4 separate regions of the Sus scrofa genome follow, and all the other regions are linked to region 1. The links are chromatin contacts, called in public HiChIP or PLAC-seq maps. All regions are on one chromosome and are shown on one strand. Each heading gives the region's core, a stretch centred on a gene start, on an enhancer-like site or on the middle of the called end of the contact. The rest is flanking DNA. Distances are from core to core; before and after follow the strand shown. Region 1 overlaps TPRG1 (tumor protein p63-regulated gene 1 protein). Region 2 overlaps LPP (lipoma-preferred partner). Region 3 overlaps LPP (lipoma-preferred partner). Region 4 overlaps LPP (lipoma-preferred partner).

The links. HiChIP or PLAC-seq counts read pairs in DNA pulled down with a chosen protein or histone mark.
Region 2: an H3K27ac HiChIP or PLAC-seq map of alveolar macrophages shows a contact between it and region 1. The contact joins two enhancer-like sites. A contact is called at or near these places in 1 of 47 Hi-C or Micro-C datasets (embryonic fibroblasts) and 1 of 2 datasets of contacts at active chromatin or transcription factors (alveolar macrophages).
Region 3: an H3K27ac HiChIP or PLAC-seq map of alveolar macrophages shows a contact between it and region 1. The contact joins two enhancer-like sites. A contact is called at or near these places in 1 of 47 Hi-C or Micro-C datasets (embryonic fibroblasts) and 1 of 2 datasets of contacts at active chromatin or transcription factors (alveolar macrophages).
Region 4: an H3K27ac HiChIP or PLAC-seq map of alveolar macrophages shows a contact between it and region 1. The contact joins two enhancer-like sites. A contact is called at or near these places in 1 of 47 Hi-C or Micro-C datasets (liver) and 1 of 2 datasets of contacts at active chromatin or transcription factors (alveolar macrophages).

Annotation. Positions count from the first base shown.
Region 1 is chr13:126,550,993-126,557,256 of Sscrofa11.1, forward strand. The region is part of intron 1 of TPRG1 (tumor protein p63-regulated gene 1 protein); the gene reads left to right. Among named protein-coding and RNA genes, the nearest start is that of TPRG1, 24 kb to the left of the region's middle. Within about 2 kb of position 4,044, at least 9 of the 83 cell types and tissues checked have an H3K27ac peak or open chromatin away from gene starts, as enhancers often do. A contact at or near this core is called in alveolar macrophages and embryonic fibroblasts, where this site is marked.
Region 2 is chr13:126,118,863-126,125,126 of Sscrofa11.1, forward strand. All of the region lies in intron 5 of LPP (lipoma-preferred partner), which reads left to right. Among named protein-coding and RNA genes, the nearest start is that of MIR28, 160 kb to the right of the region's middle. Within about 2 kb of position 3,974, at least 8 of the 83 cell types and tissues checked have an H3K27ac peak or open chromatin away from gene starts, as enhancers often do. A contact at or near this core is called in alveolar macrophages and embryonic fibroblasts, where this site is marked.
Region 3 is chr13:126,159,673-126,165,936 of Sscrofa11.1, forward strand. The region is part of intron 5 of LPP (lipoma-preferred partner); the gene reads left to right. Among named protein-coding and RNA genes, the nearest start is that of MIR28, 120 kb to the right of the region's middle. Within about 2 kb of position 3,974, at least 3 of the 83 cell types and tissues checked have an H3K27ac peak or open chromatin away from gene starts, as enhancers often do. A contact at or near this core is called in alveolar macrophages, where this site is marked.
Region 4 is chr13:126,254,679-126,260,942 of Sscrofa11.1, forward strand. The region is part of intron 6 of LPP (lipoma-preferred partner); the gene reads left to right. Among named protein-coding and RNA genes, the nearest start is that of MIR28, 24 kb to the right of the region's middle. Within about 2 kb of position 2,728, at least 6 of the 83 cell types and tissues checked have an H3K27ac peak or open chromatin away from gene starts, as enhancers often do. A contact at or near this core is called in alveolar macrophages, where this site is marked.

The DNA of each region.
Region 1 (6,264 bases), core at 2,794-5,293:
CATCTTCATCCTGGCCTTCTTAATTTTTTTTCCCCAGCCTCCTAACTTTGGAGGCATTTCCCTCAATCCAAGCCTGTGCCTTTTGTTTTTTTCTTCTCTTACTCTTTCACTCCTCTCATCAGCTCTGGTGCCAGCTTTTAAGTCAGGTACTGGATACAGAAAGGTGAATAAAGTAGAGCATCTCACCTGAAGGAACCCACAGGCTGGTAGAGGGATGATGATGGGTAGATGAATGAAGACCTCTAAGTTGAATGAGGTGCTGTGCTTTCATAGGGCTGGTTTGGGCTTGAGTGGAGGGTACAGTGAAGAGGGAAGGGCAGAAAAGTCCTTGTCTTCAGGGATGTCTTAGACGATAAGAAGCTTCTCATTCGGATAAGAAAAGAAAGGGCATGTGACATAAGAGCACAACTTGTACAAAAGAACCAAGGGAAAAAATTTGAGTTAGGCTTTCCAAATCTGAGAAACGGGGATAATAATACTTAACTTGCAATGTTAATTATGTACATAAATAGAGCCTGGAAGGCAATAGATAATAAATGAATGGCCAATGATACAATAGTAACAGCAGTAGCAAGACATTTTCTCTTACCAGTCTTCCTATCTCCCCCCCACCTTTTTTGGTAAAAAGATTGGATTGGACTAGAAGATTATTTTAAAGCCCTTTCATCCCAAGATGCCTTAAAATCCTCTAGGGAAATTTCACAACAGTACAATCCTTGCCCCTCCAAATATCCCCTAATGCTGGCCCAGCCTCAGCACTCTCTCCCCTCTGAACACACAGATCATTTACTCTAAGAACCATCAATTTTCCTGACAAACAAATGCTGCCTCATTCAATATCTCTCACCATCACACAGACTGCCAGGTTTTGTGTTGTTTAATTTTATACATGGACTCAGCTTGTCTTCTCTTTGCTTGTAACAAGGATGGGGGGCACTGGATTTAGAGCAGGAACAAAAGAGTCCAATTCTGGTTCTGGTGCCTGCAGAGTTTGGGTAGTTGAGTTCTTCTCCGTTTTCTCCTCTATTGGGGATTTTTTATGATATCTAAAATGATATAATGTATATGAAGATAGGAATTTTAGGTTACATTGGTCTCTGCACCTATACTCATCTGGACTCTTGGTGGCAGCTAACAGAAACCCAACTCAAAGTAGACTAATTAAAAAAAAATCACACTTTGGACACATATAATAGGTATTGAGTGAGAAAAATCAGAATGAAGTTTCTCTTTGTCCATCAGCTATGATTGTCTCTGTGTTGGCTTCCTTATCAAGCATTTCTTATTCTTGGTTTTTCTCAGCAGATGCATGTTTACATCCCATCAATTTTAAAAACCTTCACCAAAAGTTTTTTTTCCTCCCCTCAAGGAATTTTGGCAAAAATTGTGCATTAACTCCTCCTGGAGTGACACAGGGCATGTGCCCACCTCTAATTCGGTTATCATGGCCAGCAAGTTGAGATAGGCCAATTGGCCAAGCCTGCGTCTACTCCACAAGTAGAGCCTAGTGGAGCAAGGTCAGTTCCTCGTAAACCACAGGAATTGAGAATGGGATGGTGGTTCTCTAGAGGAAAAGTAAAGAGCTATTGCCAGAATAGGGGAAAGTAGGTACTGGAAAGGCCAAAACAACAGAGGTGCTCTGAAGCACCCACCACAGCAGCCTTATCCATCAAAAGCACGAGAGCTCAAAAGGCAAATGTTGCGTGGCAACGCCACTCTGCATACATGGGGAGGGTACCGTGGGGAACTGGAGTATCAATTCACTCCACAACAAGTCTAAAAGAACATGGGCTGTGGAAAGTTCCCAAGTGGGGAATGTTCATAGGGCCTACAATGGGAGTCCAACCAACGTTTAACAGCTTTGATTTTGTTGATTTCAAACTGGCCTGGTTTTCTTAACACTGGCATCAGTGAGCAGGAGAGCAGGGGGAATGGAGAAAGTTCTGAGACCATATTTTTAAACAAAGTCTTTTAAAATAAAACTTGCACTCATTTGAATACCTGTCTGAAAGCAGGAGGGCCTCTGATGAGTTCACCCCAGGACAAGGCCGGCACTATGGAGCCAGGCTGCCGGGAGGCAGGAAGGGCTGAGCCCACAGCCACAGGACTGTATTGTCTCCTGCCAGCTGGGCCCGCTCCCTCCTCCCACGAGCCTCCAGGCAGCGGGGCCTCCTGGCCTTCGGTGTCCTTTCCGGTGGGCCTGGGCCTGGTGGGGGCTTCTTGGGTGTCCACGTTCAGGGCTCCATCCTAGCTCTGGTGGCAACTGTCTACATTCCTGGGCAGCCACGGGACAGGATCTTGTCCCCCAGGAAATAGCAGAAATGGCCCCACTTTGTGCTGCTGATACTTTGGGAAAACGAGTTTCACTAGGGGAGTACAGGATCTTCCACCTCTTCTTTTTCTTCCTCCTTCCCCACCTCTTTCCTATCTTCCCTCCTCACCAACTTTTTCTCTTTTCTCCTCCTCCCATAGGCCCCTTCTCCTAAGATGAAATCCCCTTAAGGATGACATGTATGTCTTAATTTTGGTCCAAGCCGTGGTTAGAGGAAGATATGAAAATGAGGAAAATGCAAATCACATCTCTAAACATCCAGGGAGTAGCCCCACTAAGGACAAACCAGAGGCAGGCAGTGGTGACCACCCCATCCCTCAAAGGCACATTCAGTGGTTTGGGAGTTTAGAGGCAATTTCTGTCTGGGACTCATGGGATGTTTTCTGAAAGAGGTTTTGCTTAAGTGGTCTTGAAGGCCACTTATTGAAAAACACAAGTGAACTTGGCAGATCAGAGCAGAGGACATGGACACAGCCACAAGAAAGCCTCAAGCTTAATGCAGCAGTGTTTTCACCGTTTGCTGATGGGCTAGAGTCCTTCACTCTGAGCTTGATTAATTTTAGTTTATATAAACTGTGCATAAATTTAGTTTCCTGTAAGTACTTAAGAAACCAAATCCAGCAAATTAAAAGTAGGAGAAGGGGCTGCTACAGGCAGGCTCCTGAAAATGGAGAGAAGTACAAGGTGGACGGCTTGATAAGAGAGGATACAGAACATCAAAACAAAACCTTCCCACAAACCCTCAAGAGTGGAAAAAAAATCACAGCAATCTGGATTGAGTGGGAAAGTCAAGCAGTCCTTTAAATTGAGAGAGTCTTCTAGAATGTCATCATACATTAGAGTTCAATGAAGAAAGTGATAGCCTATAGTCCCTTCGAACATGGCTAATTTATATTCTTTGTGCTGCTTTGTAGAATATAGACAAACACATAATTGATTTTAGAAAGAGTTCCATCCCAAGTGAGTCACAATAAAATTTGTATTAAAGCCAAAAACCTTCAGCATTTGCAATGCTACCTTCTAGAGAAGGAATAATGTGTCTTGACTTTTAATAAATGCAAGTGCTGTGAGTCATTTTATGTTATACCCCCATCTTCCAGTGTCCTTCTTATCATCTCTATGTCTCCTTCATTCATAAGGCTGTTTTTCCTTCTTCCCAGGCCTGTGGCTTTCAGCAGCTCCCCTCCAGAGCCTGGCACACTGAGGCTGGTAGCCCCTCGTTGGCTGCATTTCCAATATGGCATTGAGGGGCAGGGGAGGGACTCCAAGCCTGGGCCTGGGGACCCCGGCAGTGGGCTTGGCTTCCTACCTAAGAGTGGGAGATTTTAGAAAAATCACTTTCCTTCCTTGAAACTCTGTTTTCCCATTTGGAAAAAGGGGATAATTACTCTTATCCATTGAGTTGTTGTGAAAACCAAGGACATTAATTGATGTGAGATTAGTAAATTCAGCAGTCCCATTCTCAGCCCATACACTGTGCTTATAACCAGCCCTACCTCTAAGCATCATTTGCATCTACATCTGCCGTACTCATTTGATTATTACCTTACTTGAAGTTATGCTTTTCTTGATTTTTTTTTTTTAATTAGTGTCACCTTGAAGAAAGCCTCTTTTGAATGGCTTTGCAGGTCATGTGCACTGCCCAGCACTGGGGAGGGTCACTATTCATTTGGCCACGTGGTGAACAGCTTGTGGTTGTGTGTTGTACAGGGTCTGACTCAAGTGCCTGGCAGCCTGCTCTCTCTGTGAATATTAAACATCAGGGATTCTGTTTTCTATTCCTGATATGTAAGGCCTGTCCTAGGGCATACAGTATTACTAAATACTGGATTCTGGGCTCTGGATTGAAAATTGTGCACTCTATGATTCAGTCTCAGGCCCAGCTTTCAGCCTCCCATTTCATCTTTGATTGGACTGTCCTGGTCACACTCTTGGCAGAATCCATAAGCCACAGAAGTTTTCTGGTGAAGAGGAGTTTTGGGTCATCATGATTTCAAAGTAAAAGTTAGTAAAAAACTTGGCAAGCCCACTGTTTGTACTTTGTTGTTTTAATCTCAAAATCCTTGTAAATGAAGATATATCAACAGCCAGGCTTGAAAGCAGAGGAAAAAAAAATCACACACATTTATCCTAAACTCTTTCCCCCACTCCAGTTGTTAGGGAGATTTTATATCATCTGTGAAATGTCATAGTCTGACCTCTACTTGTTTCTGGATGGGCTTTGGTTTCCTCATCTGCATAATGGAACTAACCCTGTCCACTTCTCTGGATTACTAAAGAGATATCTTGGGAAAGTACTGAGGTCCAGAGCCTGACCCCTAACATGTGCTCAGACAGGATTGGTAAGAGTTCCCCTTGTGGCTCAGTGGTTAATGAACCTGACTAGTATCCATGAGGCTATGGGTTCTATCCCTGGCCTTGGTCAGTGGGTTAAGGATCCAGCGTTGCCGTGACTGGTGGTGGGTGGTATGAAGCCCATCTTTCTCATTCTCTGGTGATGTTTTTTGTCATTGGATAGCTTTGGCGTAGAACCATACCTCACACGAGAGAGGGGAAAAAAAAAAAATCAATTCCTCTGAAACTTCCACTATGGGACCCCTGGGCAAGGAAGGAGTGTCTTCCAGTTTCCTGGCCTCCCCGCTAGTAAGGACAGGCAGCAGAAGGCCTTGCTGTGGTCAGAGGGCCGAGGAGCCAGACAAGCCTCTGTGGTTACGCACTTATTTATTTCCTTATTTATTACTTTTGCAGCTAACATTTTTACAATCATGTTATTTTGTGGTTTGTTTGCGAAATGCATTGTGAGCCAAGTTTGCGTCAAATGTTCTCTGAGTTGGAAGAGGGTTGCATTGGGGAGCCCAGGGAGAGGTGAGTGGAGGGCAAGAAAGCAGTTATAAAAAATGTTACATAATTGATATATCTGTTAAAGATCCTTTCTTTGTAATCAGGCTACCCAAGGCAGATGGAGGAATGAAAACTGAGAAAACATTGTAGGCTCTCAAGAAGTAGTAGGGACAGGCTTGGCAATCTCAGAGGTGAAATGGGGCCACAGCCTGGGGACTCGGGGAAAGAAATCCGGGAAGAAACCCTGCTCCTGCTCACGGAACCCCAAGCACCAAAAAGGCATCTTTTGAAAGACTTTGGGAAAGAGTAGAAGTTGGTTCTAGAGGAGTGATGAATAATTAATTAATTCATACGTGTTATTATTAGGGAGCTTATTATAATCGTTTTTTGAAGATTTTAATATAAACAAAAACCCAGTTTTCAGAGATTAGCTGAAATGGGGCTCAAGCGATGCTCTCCCAGAGCTGTTTTCTTTTTAACTCTATATTCGTCTTTTCTCGCCCCCAGGCAGTAGTAGATTCCTGAGAGGCTGCCCTGTTGTTGCTGAAGCTCATTTTGCCTGTATTCAAGTTTGTTCTTGTATTATTCCATCTGGTTGCTCCCCAAACCACTTTCCTTTTTTACTCTCCTTGTAAATATTTACATAAGAAGGTTTTTGCAGAATCTTATATTGGTGGATTGGCGCAAAGAGTTTTTGATGTGTTTCATTCCTTTTACGAACAATTTGGTTAAGTGGATTTCCTCCCAGCTCATTGAAATAAAATCCTTTCAATTTAATAACATCATCAGACACTAAATAACATCAGAGGGAAAAATAAGTTTGCATGGCATAGCCTCGAGTGGATCTCAGCTGCTCTGTAGCTGTTAATGGTTGATGCAGAAACGGGTGATTATAGTGGAGGGCTGGATGCTGTGAATGCGAGCGTTTAAAGGCCTCCTCTTCCTAGGCAGGACAAGAACTTGGGCTGTTTTCTGGGTTGGCTGGGTGGATGAGAGATCAGGGCAACTGAATCATGAGATTAAGACACGGTTCCCAAACTTCAGACACCAGCTCATCTTGCCACCTGCCCTAAGGCTCTTGTCTTTGCTTC
Region 2 (6,264 bases), core at 2,724-5,223, 430 kb before region 1:
TATGCTGTGAGAACAATAATCACATAGTTAAAACATTAAAAAAAAAGTGCCAAGAAAAGATGATGTCTGCAGTAAACTGTGTTATGCTGTAATTAAAAGGTACTTGAAAAGTACTAGAAATGTAGACTGTTAATGCTCAACTTTGATGTTTTCATTTTTGATCCAAAGCAAATTGCAAAACCCGTTGAATCCTCTGACTACTTAAAGCAGGCTAGTAGGTCTATGATTTGTCATTATTCAGCGTGTGTTTTGTGCTTAGCCAAACCCACCTCTGAATCACCTTTGCAAGGCTGTTTTGACTCATGGATCTGGGAAAAAAATGCTCATACCTGTGGAATGTTTCTACAGTAAGAGATCCAAAGTTATTCTGTTCACATAACATGTCTGAATTCTTGAAAATAGATTTTATGGGGCATTTTCTTCCTTTTTCCAAAGGAGCATTTTCCACTCTCAGATTTTGCACTTTTATTTTTGTTCACTGATTTATGCATATTTTTATTTGGGAAATATGGCTTCATTCCTCATTTTCATTTATTTGACTAACATTTACTGAGATCCCACTATGGATTAGGCATTGGAGGTATAGCGGTTAGTATCAATATGTTCTTGCTCTAGAGTAATTTATAGTCTTATAGAGGAGACAAATGCATAAATAATTCAAAAGGATACAGGAGAAAAGCTTTGTTGGATGTGCTACTTTAAGTTGTCATGTGAATCATCAGATGTTGAAATTGTCAGGAAATCAAAAACAGGATTATCAAAGTCATATTTTATACCTTTTTAGGGAAGTATCAGAGAGGACTGCACAGAGCAGGTAGAATTTGTGTTCTCCTGGCTGCATATGCCCTGGGAAGGGCATGGGATTCAAGGTAAAAGAATTATAGGAGAGAGGAAGCCAAGGAATGTCGGCAGTGAATGTCCTTGTTGGAAGAATAAGGATTGCGATATAGGGTATGTGGAGTACAAAGTGAACGTTAGATTAAATCATATGCACTTATTACCTAAGTAGCCTTGATGCCCAAGGACTCTCATAGTAAGAAGGAAAATTGAGGGTGTGCTACAACAGTGTTTCTGATATCAGGGGATATCATCTTTATCAACTTTTACAGAAGATGTAAAAATATACACTAGTGCCAGCCACTGCATAGAGAAGTGCAAATAAATTATATTTGTGTTTAGCACTAAATTTTTTAATTATTTTAAAATGTGTGTATTAGGGAATAGTTTGGGAAGAAGAGGCATGAGAAGTTTGGAGGTAGTTTTGGAGTAAATTGTAGATGGTATGATCCTCAAGTACTACAGCTTAGAGGTCATGTAGCCACTCTTTACAGAAGCAACATTTTTGTCTAGAGGAAGGAAGAACATTGCTCAATGAGGCCCAGGATCAGTGATTTTTTTTTTTTTTTTTTTTTTTCTGAACCATGACATAATGGTTCCCTATGCATTCTAAGTTTAACCAAGGCACAGTTTGTTTCCCTTTAGCATTTTATTTTATTTTATTTTAGTATTTTTTATACTAAAAAAAATACTAAGCATTTTAATTAGTTATTTCCAAAATATATTTTGTGGTACTTTCTGTAAAATATAGCTTGAAAATATAAAGAGTAGACAAATCAAAAACATAACATAAAGGTAAACAGAAGTGTCTTTGAATTAGTATGTATCTAGGCCCCACCCCTATTCTACTGTTCATAAAAGAACACCTTATACTCTTGGGAAGAGCTACATCAGGGGTCACATTGAAAATTCTCTTAATTTCTTTCTTTTTTTTTTTTTTTTTTGTCTTTTTGTCTTTTGTTGTTGTTGTTGTTGTTGTTGCTATTTCTTGGGCCGCTCCCGCGGCATATGGAGATTCCCAGGCTAGGCGTTGAATCGGAGCTGTAGCCACCGGCCTACGCCAGAGCCACAGCAACTCGGGATCCGAGCCGCGTCTGCAACCTACACCACAGCTCACGGCAACGCCAGATCGTTAACCCACTGAGCAAGGGCAGGGACCGAACCTGCAACCTCATGGTTCCTAGTCGGATTCGTTAACCACTGCGCCACGACGGGAACTCCGAAAAAATTCTCTTAATTTCTTAGCAGACAAAGGATAAATACATGGATTTTTGATTTTCTTTTCCTTCTCTTGCCTAAATGAAGGCTAGAGTCTGGTCTTCTCATTCCTAGTACAAATCTGCCTTTTCTTCCCTGCGGTGAGTTGAGTAGCATTGGAGCTGGTACATAGATGACTTGGAAAAACTTCCCGAGATTTTATATTCATAGGGATTTAGTATTTTTGAATCAAGTTTTATTGGAATTGGTCAAATGTGATTTCACTGTTCTCACTTAGACTAGGATGAAAAAATTTTGAGAGATTCTGGGATAAGATAGGGTTGGACATAATTTGATATCCTAGATTCCAAGTTTACCAATAAATCTACTCTCTTTTCAATTTCATGTGATCACTTCTCTAAAAAGAGCACCAATTTTTTGTGTGAATTTTCCACATCACCAGTCTGAGCTTCCTCCTTTATTTCTAAAATGGGTGTAGTAGCTGCACTTTTTCCCCTTTGTAAAGATGCAGTATTCTAGAGTTGCAAGAAATTAGATGTCGTGTTTGAGGAACAGTTTACTCAATCCTTCCCATTTTATTTTGGGATTGTTAGCTTGTGTCTGGAGCTTGCTACTTTAAAGGTTTGGAGCTTGTACTTTGTGAATGGTGGTTATTGCATCAATGATATATTTATCTTTGTCATTTAAAGCACTTAAAAGGTATTGTAATTTCTTAGTCTATTTGGAAACTGAGTTCATGCATACTCTTTAGTTATATTAACAAGTCTTTAGTTGTAATTTCAGTGCTCCCACACTGAATTCCTTTCATACAGCAATAATCTATGAGACAACCTAAGAAATCATTTCAGGTGTGTCTAGGTTGTATGGAAGGTTTTTTATTTTGGATTCATGTGGTCTGAGGCCTTGTGGGCAGAGTAACTAGGGTGGAGTCTTGCGGTACCGTGGATCTTCTATTCTCTTGTGTTCCCTGTTCTAACTTGCAGAAGCCATGAGCAGCTGCAGGGGAGATTAATTAGTAATTAAACTTTTAATAGTCCATATTTTTCCATGAACCCCATCATGTAGGCTACTTGGAGATGAAAGCTGCAACGTACTAATGCTGTGTGATAAGACATAGATGATCCTTGCAGACTGGGACTCTACCGCTGCTTTGTTTGGCTTCTTGGGAATGGAGATAGGAACGAAGTCCTATACTGTTGAAAAAGAGAAGACTTATGCATGGTGTCTTCCTCTCCCTGTGCTCCCCTTGGGGGTTGGGGGAAGATTAGGCACATAGTGTGATTTGCTTAAAAAAAAAAAAAAAAAAAGACCAAAAGACCAAATTTATCTATGTATTGTATTGTCTGCTTACTAATAGCTATTTTTGAGAACTTTGGTAAAAGTTGAAATATTGCAGAAACCTCATGTATAAGATACCAAATGGAGTCTAGTCAAATAATAGGGGTAAAAATACCATCTTAATAGAAAAAGGGATCTAATTCTTTGCAGTGCCCATATTTAGAAGATCTAGGTTTTATTTTGAATTCTTTCATACCTGCCAGGAAACCTCAACAGTTAAGTAACAGTGAGGTGGGGGTGCAGGAGTGGTTAGCTGACTCAGAGCTGCATGCCATGAGTCTGATGACGGGTAATTAATTTTTAGATTGTATGTAATTGCATCTCAACAGTTATACCTCCTCCTGCTTTTTTATAAGATGATGTTTGTGTTTGTGTCTTCTGTGACTACCATAACAGAATTAGCTTCAAGACTTTGTTTTGAGTTCTATGAACATGTAGAGTGGAACTTTAGGTTGAAAAATTGCACCTTTACAAAGCTTTTGTCCCCAAATACCCATTTTACTTGCCCCAGTGTAAGAGTGTGTAGTGTAAGTTAGCTCAAGCAGTGAAAAGGGAGGAAGTTGAGCAGACAGAGGAAGCCAGCTCTGCTGGAGCCTAGGCCAGGGAAGGAGAGAAGTCTTCTCTGGTACCCTGGCCACATTCCTCTGGGTAACCTTTAGCTGTGATTTGTTTGCAAGACCTAGGCTCAGAGATCATTGTGTTACAGTATACTGAGTCAATCCATCCAGGAATTGGTTTAAAATGAAATTCACAAAATGCCTGTTGAGCTTCTCTATATTACAACAGCATCTCAGTAGAAATAATTAGCCCTTTGTCCATGCAGAAGCACATACCACATTTGCAAAATTAAAGAGCTTTCTTGTCAGGACTGGTTTCTGTATTTCTTTTCTCCTCTCCCACTGTTTAAATATCTATTTTGGGGGTAGCCTTGGTCTGAAGCTGTATGGTCCCCTTTATTCCCTTTACAACTTTTTTTTTTAAAATAAACAAAATACAAATCCAGCTATACTTTTTACTTAGGAAGATTAGATTTTTACCATGGTAAGTATATAGGAATGCTGTGTTTAAGAGAAAAGGCCATATCTCAGATAAGATATTGTCACTGTTTTGTCCTTCTTGACAACCATTTCCTTTTATGTGCTTTATAGCCGAACTAATGTATAATGATGATAAAGATGGTCTCTGTAGACAGAAGGTTGGAGGTGGTTAATAACCAAGCCTACATGTCACATTTGTCATGGTGAATAACTGGTCTGTCCTCTCCACAAAATACCACATTGGAGTATAACTGCTAAGTTTCTTTTCACACTGTGGAAAAATTACCAGGGAAGTTATACATTGCCTTTCAGTGAATATATTAACTACAAATATGAAACTTAAATTTGTTATGCTTCATAATTTGAACATATATTTTCCAGTTTACATAAAACTGCAAACTCAAATTTTACTGAAAAAGATACAAATTAACTGCTGTTGTGCCAGCAGGTGTAGTTTTCATTCATAAGTGCAGACAGGCCACTTGTGAATTTTGGAATTTATGTCTCTGTGAACTTGACTTCGTTGAAGTCCCAGATCCTCACTCTAATATACATCTTTCTGTTGGGGTTCTAGATGACAGAAGAACGTTGGATCTTGTTTTGTTGTTCTAAATCACAAATTACGCAAAAGTAAAGTAAAAATTCTAATAATTTTACCTCATAGAGTATATGTTATAGAGCCAGCGTAAAAGTGTATAATGACTAAAAGAAAGAAATAATTGTGATAAATACCAGACTATGAAGTCCTTGAAGCAAGATGAACTTTTGTTTCCTGGCACACAAGAGGTATACAAATTTGTAACTGCTGAATAAATAAGTAAATGCTGTCATCAAATCCAGTAATGATGGAACTATTTACACCTTAGAAATCTGTTAGAGGACCCAGTCTGGAGTTGATGTTGAGTTAGTGCGTAATACAGTGATAACTACTTTCTGATTTTTCCATAATTCATAGTATTTGCACAAATAAAAAATAGCACGGCTTAGGCAAATGAGGTTTGTAAGGACATCTTAATGGTGGCTGCTGAATCAGCTATAATTTCTAGTTCTGTCCCAGCACTGCCTTATATCACTTGAAGGCAATGCACATGGTTGAAAAGATGATGCTATCTGGAGTTATAATTCATTGCTATAACTATTCTCTTATTATGGGGATGGTATAAAAATAAAAAGCAAGTTATTTTCTGTATCGTCTATAGAATTGCTAAAAAGAGAGGACCATTATGTTACTCGGTGTTTCCTAATGCAAAAAGCAGCATGATAAATTCTTTAGATTCAATGATAGGAAACAAAAAGTTACGTGACTGATAAACTGATATATGCATCCTTTTTTCAGAAAAAAAAAGAATTATCATAGGACTCTTTTCCTTGAGCCCATGATTCATCTCCTTTCTTTACCATGTCATTGTTGATACCTCATGACCTAATGTTTGAGATGCTATAAGTATATGCCAATTTAAGTCATTTCAAAACTAATTAACTGCCTTAGTCTAACTTGTGCTTTTTGTAATTTATTTATTTATTTATTTGCTTTTTTAGGGCCGCACCTGCAGCATATGGGAGTTCCCAGGCTAGAGGTCGAATCGGAGCTACAGCTGCCAGCCTACACCACAGCCACAGCAATGCAGGATTCAAACCATGTCTGTGACCTACACCACAGCTCACGGTAATGCTGAATCCTTAACCCACTGAACAAGGCCAGGGATCTAACCCGAGTCCTCATGGACACTAGTCGGTTTATTACCACTGAGCCACAATGGGAATTCCTAACTTATGCTTTTTTTTTTTTAATTTAATTTAATTTTATTTTTTTTTGTCTTTTTGCTATTTCTTG
Region 3 (6,264 bases), core at 2,724-5,223, 390 kb before region 1:
TCATTTAGGAAAAGCAAACCTAATTCATGACATTTTATGGAGAGCTGAAGCTGTAGAGTTTTGTGAGTGCCTGGTAATCTTTTCTCATCATCAGTAAAACCCATTATGTAATCTTAAGTTATTCAACCTCTCTGTGCCTCAGTTCTCACATCTGTAAAATGGGAATGAAAATAGGACCTATCTGATAGGATTGTTAGGAGCATTAAATGTATAAAACTATATTTCTTCTATTTTATGAAACACCTTTTTTTCCCCCCATGGTTTAATTTCTTTGAGATTGACGTGCATACTATAGTTGATTTGATGAGAAATCATTGTGTTACAGATTGAGACACCAGTTATTTCTTTCTTAATTCTTATAAAAAATAAATAATAATGTATCTAATTATCAAATGTGTCATATTGCACGTGTAAAGCACTTATTAGAATAGAGCGTGATCCACAGCAGGTCTTATAGAGTGTTACTGTTATCATTGTTGGAATATCATATCTGTGATTTGTAAGACATTCGTACCTAATCACTTTGACTTCTGCACTATGAGGCAGATATACTTAGCATCTCTGATTTTTATTTGAGTAAATAGAGCCTGAAATATTTGTCAGACTGATGAATGAAAGATGTAGGCCATGAGCTCAGGTTGTTTTATTTATGCCACATATTTCTCACCTTTATTGAGTTCTACTACATTGTATGAACTCTGCATACTAAGGATGAGAGGTAACTAAGGCAGATGAGGTTTTTTCTTTGACCTTAAATCCTGAAGAGAGGTTGGAGGAATGTAAGGCATAAACAACAAGTCAGTAAACAAATGGAGATGGCAAAATAGGATAAAAGGTGCAGAGTGTCAGTAAAGATGTTTTCTGAGAAGGTCAGGGAATGTTTCTCTGAGAAATTGACTTCTGAAGTGACACCTTAATGTCAAGTTTTGAACTTGTACTTGCAGAACAATGCATGTGTCTAAGACAGAAATGAGCTTTTATCTTTTAAGGAACTGGAATGGGTTAGGGAAATAGATGTCTATAGTCCTAAGCTAGCAGTGATTTTAGGCTTCAGATAGCAGATTCTGAATTTAGTTTCTCAGGAGCAAGGATCTGGGTATTCTTAACCATACGTCATAAGCTCATTTTTGTTTGTTTGTTTGTTTTGAGTGCTTTAGGGAGCTTCTAATATTCCAGAGAGGGATGTGAGCATGTGGATCAGTTTATCTTCTTTTCTAGATGAGTACGCTTAAGAACAGGCTATGAAATGATTTTTCCCTAGTTAGTTTTCTAATATTGTACAGTACCAAATGATATCTATTTGACTTACATATGTATGCCTAGGTGTCAATTTTGGAGGGTTTTTAAAATTCCAAACTCTTCCAAGTGAAAATTTCTAATACAGTGAATCTTAACTTTTCATAAGTGTATGGAATTGTTCCGTAAAAGGAATCATTAGTGATTTTTTTCCCCTACTTCTGTGGTTCTTTGGTATTTCTTCTCTTGGTATCAGCTATTTAGAAATATCAAGTCTGTCTTGAAATAGCCCATCAAATAATGACTCATGTCAAGCCAAGAGGTTTTTTTTTTTCCTTTTTTCATGATTATCAGCATCTGTTTTGTATATCTGATCATATACAAAAAATAACTGATGATCTATTTATTTCCAAACATAGCTTTTAGCACCAGTATTTGCTTCTTCCATAGTCCATACTCATAACTCTAAATCTGACTTCATCAATGACGTGCATCTTTCTAAGTCAGATACCATTAATGATATTGATTTGGGATGAAGCATTCTTTTGGGGTCCTGTCCACATGCTCTTGGGTAATTTACTTCTTTTACTGATACTGAATCCTTATTTATAAAATATGGATCTTGAAATATATGAATTTTCTAGCTATATCATTTGAGATATCATTATTAATTTACTTAATGAGAAATATCACATACCTTTGTGATTTGTAGAAAATGGTTCATTGGTTTAGAATCTAGTATAACATTTTCATTTTTAATAAATCGTTAAATTTAATTGACCATCTTTTAGGTACCAGGTTACACAATAGGGATGTAACATATAAGATCTCTGTCAAATAACTGAGTGGTTAAACTATGGTGACAATTACGGATTGGTAACTCAGACTTTTTAAAAAATATTTTAATGGCCACGCCCACAGCATATGGGAGTTCCCAGGCTAGGGGTCCAATCCGAGCTGTAGCTGCAGACCTATGCCACGGCCATAGCCATGCCAGATCTGAGCTGCTTCTGAAACCTACACCACAGCTCATGGCAACACTTGATCCTTAATCAACTGAGAGAGGCTAGGGATCAAACCCTTGTCCTCATGGTCACTAGTCAGGTTTTTTACCACTGAGCCACAATGGGAACTCCTCATATTTTTTAAGTAACAAATTGTTTTGATATGTAATTCATTTACCATACAATTCACTGACTCAACTTATTTTTAACGGAGATAATTACTACATTTACTGAACAGATATTTTACGAGCATCTACCATGTGCCAGGGACTTTCTAAGCGTTGGAGCTAGACTGACAATAGTTCTATAAAACCTAGCTTCTCACAAAATGTCCATCAACAGATTTTTTTTAATTAAATTGAAGTATAGTTCATTTACAATGTTTGTTAGTTTCAGGTGTACAGAAAAGTGACTCAGTTATACCTACATATATATTTGTCTTTTTTTCAGATTCTTTTCCCTTATAGGTTATTACAAAATTTTGAGTAGAGTACCTCTGCTGTACAGTAGGTCCTAGTTGGTTATCTGTTTTCTAAATAGTAGTGTGTATATGTTAATCCCCAACTCCCAGTTTATCCTCCGCTTCCCCTCTCGTAAACATAAGCTTGTTTTCTGTGTCTATGGGTCTATTTAACAGACTCTTTTCTAAATGGTGTTAAATACTGACATTGGGTCAGTAAAGGATATTCTGGCAACACATCAGGGGGACAAAGAAAACCTGATCTGGGGAGACCTGGGGAGCCTTTTGAGAGGTTGTCATCTCTAAACAGAATCTGAGAAGCCTGTGAGAGTTTTCTAGTTGATAACCTGGGGACAGTAGAGAGGGGTGAGTTTTTTGGGAGGAGGAAAGAAAATGAGCCACTGCACAAAGGTGAGACATAGGTAATCCATAGAGTTCAGTAAGGTGAGAGCAGGGGGGACAGCATGGGAAGTACACTGGGCCTGAAGGTCAGAGCTGTCAATGTGTGCCTTCATAGAATTAATTGTGTGTCTTACTATGAGGTCACAAAGGAGGATGAGGTCAGCTAGAGGATGTGATGTTTGAGTTTAGTCACAAAGGCTGTCTAGGAGGGGTTTTTTTTGTTTGTTTTTATTGAGGCAGTCTATAGTTAGTCCAGGCAGAAGGAACTACAGTTGTAGAAATACATGTGTTTAAAAGAATGGTGTTTTCAGCTAGGTAAGGAATTCGAAGGACTTAGAAGATAAGGTAAGTGAAACAGAGAAAGAATATAGCCAAACTATTACATTGTGAGAGTTGAAGAGCAGCTTATAAATGGATTCAAGCTGTATAAATGAATGTATAAATGAATTTGTACATTGCACTCTTCAGCCTGTAGACATTTGGGGGTGGGGAGGTGAGGAGTTTGAATGAAGACTGGAACATTGAAGATTTTAGAAAAGAAATTAGAAGTATGTTTTCGAAGATCACTCTGGATATACCTGAATTGGAGGATCCGTGGTTTTTAAATGAAAGTTAGGAGTGTGACATCTCTGTTGTTTAGTGTAGCTTATCTAATTAACATTTTATATAAAATTCTACCTGTCAATTACCCTTTCCAACAATGATCAATCATTTCTAATATTAGGAAATTGTAATTAAATATATGGCAATGGTAACCGATGTTCACTGAAAATTTACTATGTCACTTTCATGTATTAATTCACTTGATCCTTGTAATAGCCCAATGCCTCAGCCTATCATTTCCCCACATTTTACAGATCATGAGGCCACGGTCCAGAGAGTCGAAACTGAAACTAGCGAGTGGCAGAGCTGGTATTTGAGCCATGGCAGTCTAGCTCCTAAGCCTGATTATATGAATTGACAACTGAATACATAATCGAAATTACTAACAGTGATTGTGTTAGTGAGAAGGGATTTTGGGGCAGTTTTTTGTTAGTTTTTTACAGTTCAGTGATTCAGTGATTTTGCAACAATTACCCAAGTCTAATTTTAGAACATTTCTTCCATCCCAAAAAGAAATCTCATGCCCATTTGTAGTCACTCTCTATTCTCACCTCAACCCGATGCAACCTTGAATCTGTTTCAGTGTTAAATCAGTCTTTAAATGAATATGACTTCAGTTTAGTGACAATTTGTTTTGAATGGAAGCAATTTGATAGGCTTAGCAATTTAGGAGTGTAACATAGTTTGAACCTCTAATTTCTAACATCTGTTCAAAGTAGTGTTCTCTGTTCATAATTTAGGGCAGCGAAGGGTAGAAGTGCCAGCCCTGAGTCAGTCATTGGTCATAAGCACATGACTAAGACTGCTCCAGGCCCCACACTTGAGTTCCCCATTTGTCTTTCGGAGATGCTGGAACATAAATAGACACATTATTGAACAACATTGGAGAATGGAATTCTTCTAGAAATTTTGATGTATTTGTATTAAACTTCTTCCTGTTATAAACTATTGAATTGTTTATAAAACATCTAGTATGTATAAAGCATTTGAACTGCTTGGCATTTTGAGGATAAAATCCACATCAATTTTAAATGAAATAAAACTCCCCATCCAGAATAGAATAGTAATTGCCAGACATAAAATAGCCCAGCTGTGGAGTGACTTAAAGGACAATTGGTCTAAGGCAGAAAGTACCAGCTAGGATGCTGCTATGCAAATAATTGTAAGGCCTGAATTACTCTACCTATTTGGTAGCACATATATCTAAAATGGCTTAAAATAAAAATTGCAAATGTACCAGATTTGATCAATCTTAGCATTGCTTTTTCTTATTCTCCTAGTCCCAAGTTAAAAATAATATCCGCCTGCCTCATTTTCCTGTGTGCTAGTTAGTAAGGATTAACTAGAGTTCTCAACAGGAAAGCAAGATATAGTAGACGACATTGTATAGTGAGTGAGAGCCTGCTAGAGATAATTACATAGTCACTCCCACTATATTACCCCTCAAAGAAACTGAGCCTAATATTCTCATCCTAAGCAATTTAACCAACTTCTAAAAAAAAAAAAAGTATAAGATATTATTTAGAGAATGAAATAGCTACTGTATGTAATCAGGAGGGAGAATTATAGCAAATTATAATACTCATTTGATAAGTATATAAAGAGCTACTCTCAAAGCTTTGTACTATACCTCCTAGGTAATTGTTGAGTTGTGCTAACTGTCCTTAATAAAGGAGAAGAGATAAAGAACTGCTAAAAAAAATCAATTGTTACAGTTGTTCTTTAGGTTTTCCCCTCTGGGCATAGATTAAGTCTAATTTCATGCTCTGCAAGGATCAGGCACACATTTGGTCTTCAGATATTTAATAGTGGTGATTTCTTTGCCTTTTCAAAGCTAATATCCATGTAGAAACATAGACACTAATAAAACTAAATGTGATAAAAATGTGTTTTAAGAGCCACAGCATGTTTGTCTTTGTAGGTATATATGTTGTATATCTGTGTTCACTGCATATACCTCCCAATATAAAAAGATAGGGCTGCAGGCATATTCTGTCAGTAATTCTTTGAATATAACCAAAAGGAGGCCCAGACATCTGCTAAATTGTCCCTTTAGTCTATTAAAAAGAGTTAGCAGTAATGCAAGGGTTGGTTTCCCTTTGGTTTGCTTTAAACAAAGTAGCCCGGTGTAAAAACTTTAAGAGACTTGAGTGAGCACTTTCCTTAGAATTTGTAATTCTTGTGCCTGCATTGTCCAAAAAAAAAAAAAAAAAAAGTGCTGATCTGATTGCTATAATGAGAAACTGTACCACATAGTCACTAAAAACAGTTACTCGAAAGATGGCAACTATATTAGATGGAAAACACTGGATCCTGTACTTACTGTGTGACCTTCGTCAGGCATTGTAGTATCTCTGTGCCTCAGTTCCTGATTTCAAAATGGCATGGTAATACAGTGCCACCTCATGCAGCTATTAGGAGACTAAATAGCTACTATACATAGATCAGTAAAGCACTGTGTCTCTCACATACTTACATTTTGTCAACTCTAAAACCCATATTCACATCCTGAATATTTCTGATAATTATTGTTGGTTAGTAATTAATAATGAAATGACA
Region 4 (6,264 bases), core at 1,478-3,977, 300 kb before region 1:
GTAGCATGGATATTACATGCTGTATGTGTACACATGAGAAATAGTACCCACATTTTCAGAACACAATACTATGTCTGTGTTTCCTCATGCAACATGAAAAGCTATCGTCAATGGGAAAAAGCAAAATATTTTCATTTTGTGTCTTTAGGATGATTTTTGGAAGAGTGTAATTGGGGCACATGATTTTGTAAGGTACTATAATGAAATTGGCTCTAGAATTTATACCATTAAATGTTACCTTTTTTGCACACTCATTCTATTGCAATAGCCACCACATGCCATATTTGAAGTGGCAGGGTGGGTAAGCAGGAACATTTTTGTTTTCATGTGCTACCTGACCTGTGAGCCTTTTCAGATCCTTGAGCTAAAAGTGAAGGTCCCTCTCTGAATTCCTATTGCCCTTGATCATACAGCTCTAATGGAAGTTTTAATCTCCCACTTCATATTAACATTATTTGTCTGTGTGTCTTAGCATCCTTCTTAAATGGAAGGCTCTGTGAAAATAAGCTTTTTATTGACTCACGTGGGTATGCTGCTAAGTGCATAAAACCTAGAAGGTGTTCCATAACCTTGCTTGAATAAATGAAAGAAAATCACACAATGTGTTTCAAGTTGACCTATTTCTTTGACCATCAGGATGTCTGCTTTTATTAAAACTGTGAAGTTCAAGACCTGTGTATTCTAACACTTTCATATGCTCTGTGGCCTGATCAAAACAGTTTTAAAATTTTTATTTACCCTTACCATGAAAGAGAGAGAGAGAGAGAGGGAAAGAGACAAGATGTGTGTGTGTGTGTGTGAGAGAGAGAGAGAGAGAGAAAGAGAGATTGAAGAGAGAGAGAGAGACAGAGACCCATTGACCCCTGCTCGGTCCTCTAGTTATATGAAAAAATAAAAAATTTAAATAATTTTGAGATTGTCAGTATCTTCTATTTTGTTTTGTCTGAGTGATCTTTTTGATCAAAGACTGATTCTTCAGGTGAAAGTTTTATTAGTGTTTTCCAGAGGAACAGAACCAATAGTATATATGAATTTATTATAGGAATTGGCTCAAGCAATTATGGAAGCTGAGAAATCCCAGTGTCTGCTGTCTGAAAGCTAGAGAACTAGGAAATTCTGTTAAAAGCTAGAGAACTAGTAATTCAGTCAGGATCCACAGGTTTAAGAATCAGTGTGGAGGGGCTTGGGTGGGGGTGGGGATGCACTGATGGTTTGAGTCCAAAGGCCTGAGAACTAGGAGCATTGGTACCAGAGGGGAGGAGATGTTCAGAGAGCAAGTCTCCCTTCCTCCATTCGGAGGTTGGAGTCAGGCCCTCAGGGGATTGGATGAACCACCTGCACTGGTGAGGGCAGCTCTTCTTTACTTGTCCAGTGATTCAAATGCTAATCTTTTCCAGAGACACCTTCATAGACAGACCCAGAAATAATATTTTACCAGCGATCTGGGCATCCCTTAGCCCAGTCAAGTTGACACATCGAATTAACCATCAGAATAGCTACGGAAATATTACCAGGGATGAAAATTACCGAAAACTGGGGAGTAAATTAGGGGGTAGTTTGATGTTTTTCAACTGATGCTATTCACATTTAGGGCAAGAGAGTTCCTCATTTGTTGGCAATGTTTTTGTGCATGGCAGCCCATTAACATTCTTGGTCTCTACCCACTAAATGCTGGTAACACCTTGCCACACACACACCCATTGTGACAACCAAAAACCACTCCTGGTGCATTAAGCACCCTCTGGAAGAATCTATCCTCTCACTCCTGGTTCTTTGGAGAATGTCTGGATTTATGGTGCTCTAAGACTGGTTGTGATTAAGGATCTTGTGCTGTTTTTCTTTCCTCTGCTTCCTCTCGAATTCAGATCTTGTTACCACATGCCCTGTTTGACCTATCGAACCATCTATTAATGGAATTGAATGTGTTGAATATTGTTACAAACAGTACATGCTCCTTTTCTGTGCCGAATGTTGTCAAGTTCTAGAAAATGTAAAACTTCCAATCTAAAGGGTTGGGTTTTAGGACAAAGGAAAGAAAGGTTCTGGTAAATCACTTTAGTTCATCATAGTTCCTACAATTCATGTTTGAGTAGTTACTGTTTTATTAGAAAATTGTAATTTCTCTAAATATAGCTAACATATTATTTTGTTCCTAAATAGAATTTTAAAAATACATGTCTTGAAACCAGCTTGTCTTTTTCTTTGTAACATGTATCAGTTTTTTTGAAGAAGTAGTGGGGACCTATGAATCTGGCATTTGGTGCGTAATTTTATCTTAACCTCTGCCTTTTTTAGAATGCTCTGACCAATCCTATAATTCTACAATTAATGTTTTACCAGAAATACAGTCATTTACATTTATCCCTCTAAGATTTTTATCATTCTTACTCATTTATGCAGTCATTTAACCTCAGAATGCCAACTTTGAGAGACACTGTTTACCAAGCCCTGGCCAATTCATTCATGAATAGATGAATAAGTGCTGTGCCCAAAAAAGCTTACAAATCAAGAATCGTAATGTCAGTAACTTAATATTTCTCTAGGATTTTATAACTTGCAAAGCAAAGTCACATATCCCTATTTGTACCCAAGGGACCTGAAAACACATTCTTATTTCACAGTTTACTCACTTATGACTTGATCTTGTTTGATCCAGTGACTCTCTGAAGCATTATATTATTAACTCATCCTTGCAAGTGTGGAACTTGATAAGTCAGAATGATTCACAGCCTTGTGTGTGGTCAAATAAATTGACCCATGCCTTTCAACTTAATGGTTCCTCAAGGCAGCCTGGATTAGGAGAAAGAATAGGAAACTAAATCATGGTGGGATCCTGCTTCAGGCACTCTCTCAATACATAAACTTAGGTGTAAGATGCTTAATTCTAAATACAATGTTTTCTGATTTGGGAAAGAAAGCAAACCTCACAGATCTCTTTAGGACAATGATTTTTCAGCAAGGAAGAGGGAAAGGGATATGCTTGAATGAGCCTTTCATGTATTTAATAGTCATTTGATAAATATTTTTGAGTGTCTCTCTTCTAGGCTCTGGGGATACGGTATTGAACACAATAATAAAAAATTCCTGCCTCCTGGGTGCTTCTATTCTGACTGTATTATATCAGGGGCCCCAGCTTTTCAAAGGAAATAGTATCCAACCTCTTGCTAAAATCCTAAAACCCCTCTCTCTTCCTACTCATCCCTGTTTGAGTAGTCTCACCTTAAAGGAATCCACTGTTTCTGGTCGCTGCATGTTCTAGCCCTCAGGTTTGCCCATACAGAAAAGGTATTGAAAAAAGTTATCAACTCGAGGCTTTTTTAAGGTCTTCTTAAGATCGATGTACGTTACTTGTGAATGAACATAATTTTTTTCTGATTACATAGGATTGTTTTAAAATCCATGAAATCTTTTGAAATTGAAGTGGAAGTTCACCAAGACTGTTCCCTCCATTTTATCGTAAAGTCAACTGGACTCAAACACAAGAAGGGAGGGTGTGAACCTTGAAAGTCTATGGGTGCTTTATTTGTTTTTGACACCTCCCACCCCAGCAACTTTGTACGCTAGTTATTGATAAGCATATCTTCCAGATATGCACACTGAGGCACAGAGAAGCCCATTCATAGAGGAGCTGAAATGAAAACTATAAGAGCTTCATCTCATCCAGTGCTTTTTTTTTTCTCTCCCAGAATGCATCTCATTTGTAACCTGTTAACAGAGACTGAGTTAGTCCACTGTGTTAACTGGAGAACTTTTCATAGCTGTTTTCTTCCCTTTGCTCTTAATGTCAATTTAAAACATGTACGAGAATCTGAAAAGAGAGTTTCTGAGAAATTTGTGCAGCTCCTGTTTCAAAGAAAAGATAGACTTCTCTCGATGAAGCCTTGACGGCAGCAAATTTAGACAAAAACTGAAAGCAAAACAGCCTACTCAAGGTTAGACAGTGACTCAAGTCATTCCGTGCACTTAAACAATATTTAGGATGACCCTATGTAAACTCACATTATCACTTAAAAGCCAGTATAAAAATACTACCCATCTGCTGTGCTAGTCCTGCTGTTGCTTGCCACATTTCTCTGACAAGCTGTTACCTCAGAATATAGAGAGTATACATTTTGAAATCCGGAGTTTGAGTTTGAAAAAAAAGAAAAAAAATGGTATCTGGTACATATGGACTAGATTCTGTTCTTCCAAATGTAGATTTGTAACCTCATTTATTCTTAAAGATGATGTGTTAAATTAGGGGCTTTTTTTTTTTTTCTATTTCCTCTTTTTTTGACTCTAAAATGGAAACTCTTGTAATTGTATGCCTGTGACATGAGCAGTGTACAATGGGAAGTCATTTAGTTTACACCCACTGTGTGTTATGCAGAGTGAGTGTTGGGAGGTGTTTATTGCAAACACCATAACTAAGTGGTAGGGTTTCTCTGTGAACTATGTAACTTCAGGTATTAAATAGTTGTTAGGTGACTTAAGAAGTACAGCATGTGTAATTGTTTACAAACAAGTAATTTTCAGTGCTGAACGACTTAATTTCAGAATCAGAATCACCAGTGGCACTGACACAGCCAAGGTGTAATTGGCCTCCTTAATAGGTATTTGAGCATAAGAGGCAAGGCTGGAAGTTAGACCTTCAGTGCTTATCCTTCTCTCTCTGATGTATGAACCTGTGGATAAAGCCTTTAGCTAGGAATTGCAGCTTGGCCCAGAAGTGCAAAATCACTAGTGATTTGCTGATTTTTTCCATGGGATAGTTAGTTCTTTCTGTGCCAGCTGCCTAAACTATCTCCAAAGGTAGGAAAAAAAAATAGTAATAGGAGCAACAACATGTAATCTTCCTTAATATTTATTAAGATAAATATAAATCCAAGATTTTTCTGGAAATATAAGCTGCCGCATTACTCAGAAGCTCTGACATTTGATTCATTCTTTCACTCCACAGATATTTATTGAATGAACATTATCTGTAAGATCCTGGGCTAGGAGCTCTATCAAATAGAAACATGAGTCTAGCAGAATATTCAAGGGGTATAGCGACTAGGAGAGCAGGGATACTTTTAGGAAAACTTCACAGGGAAAACGTCACAGGGAAGTAGGGAGCCTTTAGATACTGGGTAGCAGCAATGGGAGTCATGATACAAAGAGGCCGTTTCAGATTCCATGTCTGCCTGAGGTAGTCATAGAGTCTTACCTATTCAGGGCATGCAGCAAATGAAGTCAGATTATTAGAGTTAAAAGAGTTCCCTAGTTTGTCTAGTCAGAGCCTTGTTTACAGATGAGAAAATCAAGAGTCTGGGTGAGGAAGGGATTTGCTAATAGCCCCATAGATGTTTAACCTTATTTAATAAAAACATAGGATGAGCACCCAGGTCGCCCATCATTGTAGTCAGGCATCTACAAAATCTTTTCGTTTTGTATTTGTTTTCCCTGTTAGTCAAGGCTACTTCAGGCCAGCTGTGGGGGTTTGAACCCAGTCCAGAGGAGGGTACTTTTGAGACAGGGATCTCCTGTTGAACTAAACTCACCTCCATGTTGGCACACACATTACTTCCTCTCCCCCTTTATAATTTTGCTATGGGACTTAACACATGTGGTTGGAGCTAAGGCCTTTACCACAAACCTATTTGAAGAGTCTGCTAATTTTTGGATGCAGCTTCCTATGCCTCTAAGCTGGATGGGCATGGGAGTGGGGGAAGAGCAAAACAAAGTCAAGGGATTCTGAACTGTCGCATCTCATGGCCACAAGCTTTTTATTTCGGTCACTACCATTATTACTTCTGGCCCAGTTGCCCTCCCAAGCCTTCCATAATTGTCTTTCATTACCTTTTTGGCCTTGCCTCCCATTGTTGCTATTTGTCAGTTGACTTTTCTCCACATCAGTTGACTTTTCTGCACACATATTTTCATGCACTTTAGCTCTTCCTGGAATGAATATTCTCTCTGCCTTTTAAAATCCTTCCAATTTTTAAATCTCAGATTAAAAACCACCCAGGCCAAAGTGCTTCTGCCTCTTTTATGGCATGTATTAAAGTCTACCTTGAATCATAGTTATTATGTTGACACAAGATAGTGAAACCTTGAAAAGAGAAATCATTTGTATTCATAGTTACTATCTCCATTGGACCTATCATTTCCTCTTTTTCACTTAATAAATATATGGGGAATACATTATTTTGACATAATATCCCCTATCCCTAAAAATTTTACACAACTTTCTTTGCAATCAAGTTAAAAACTATAACAGTTGACATCTAGATGTTTTGGCAG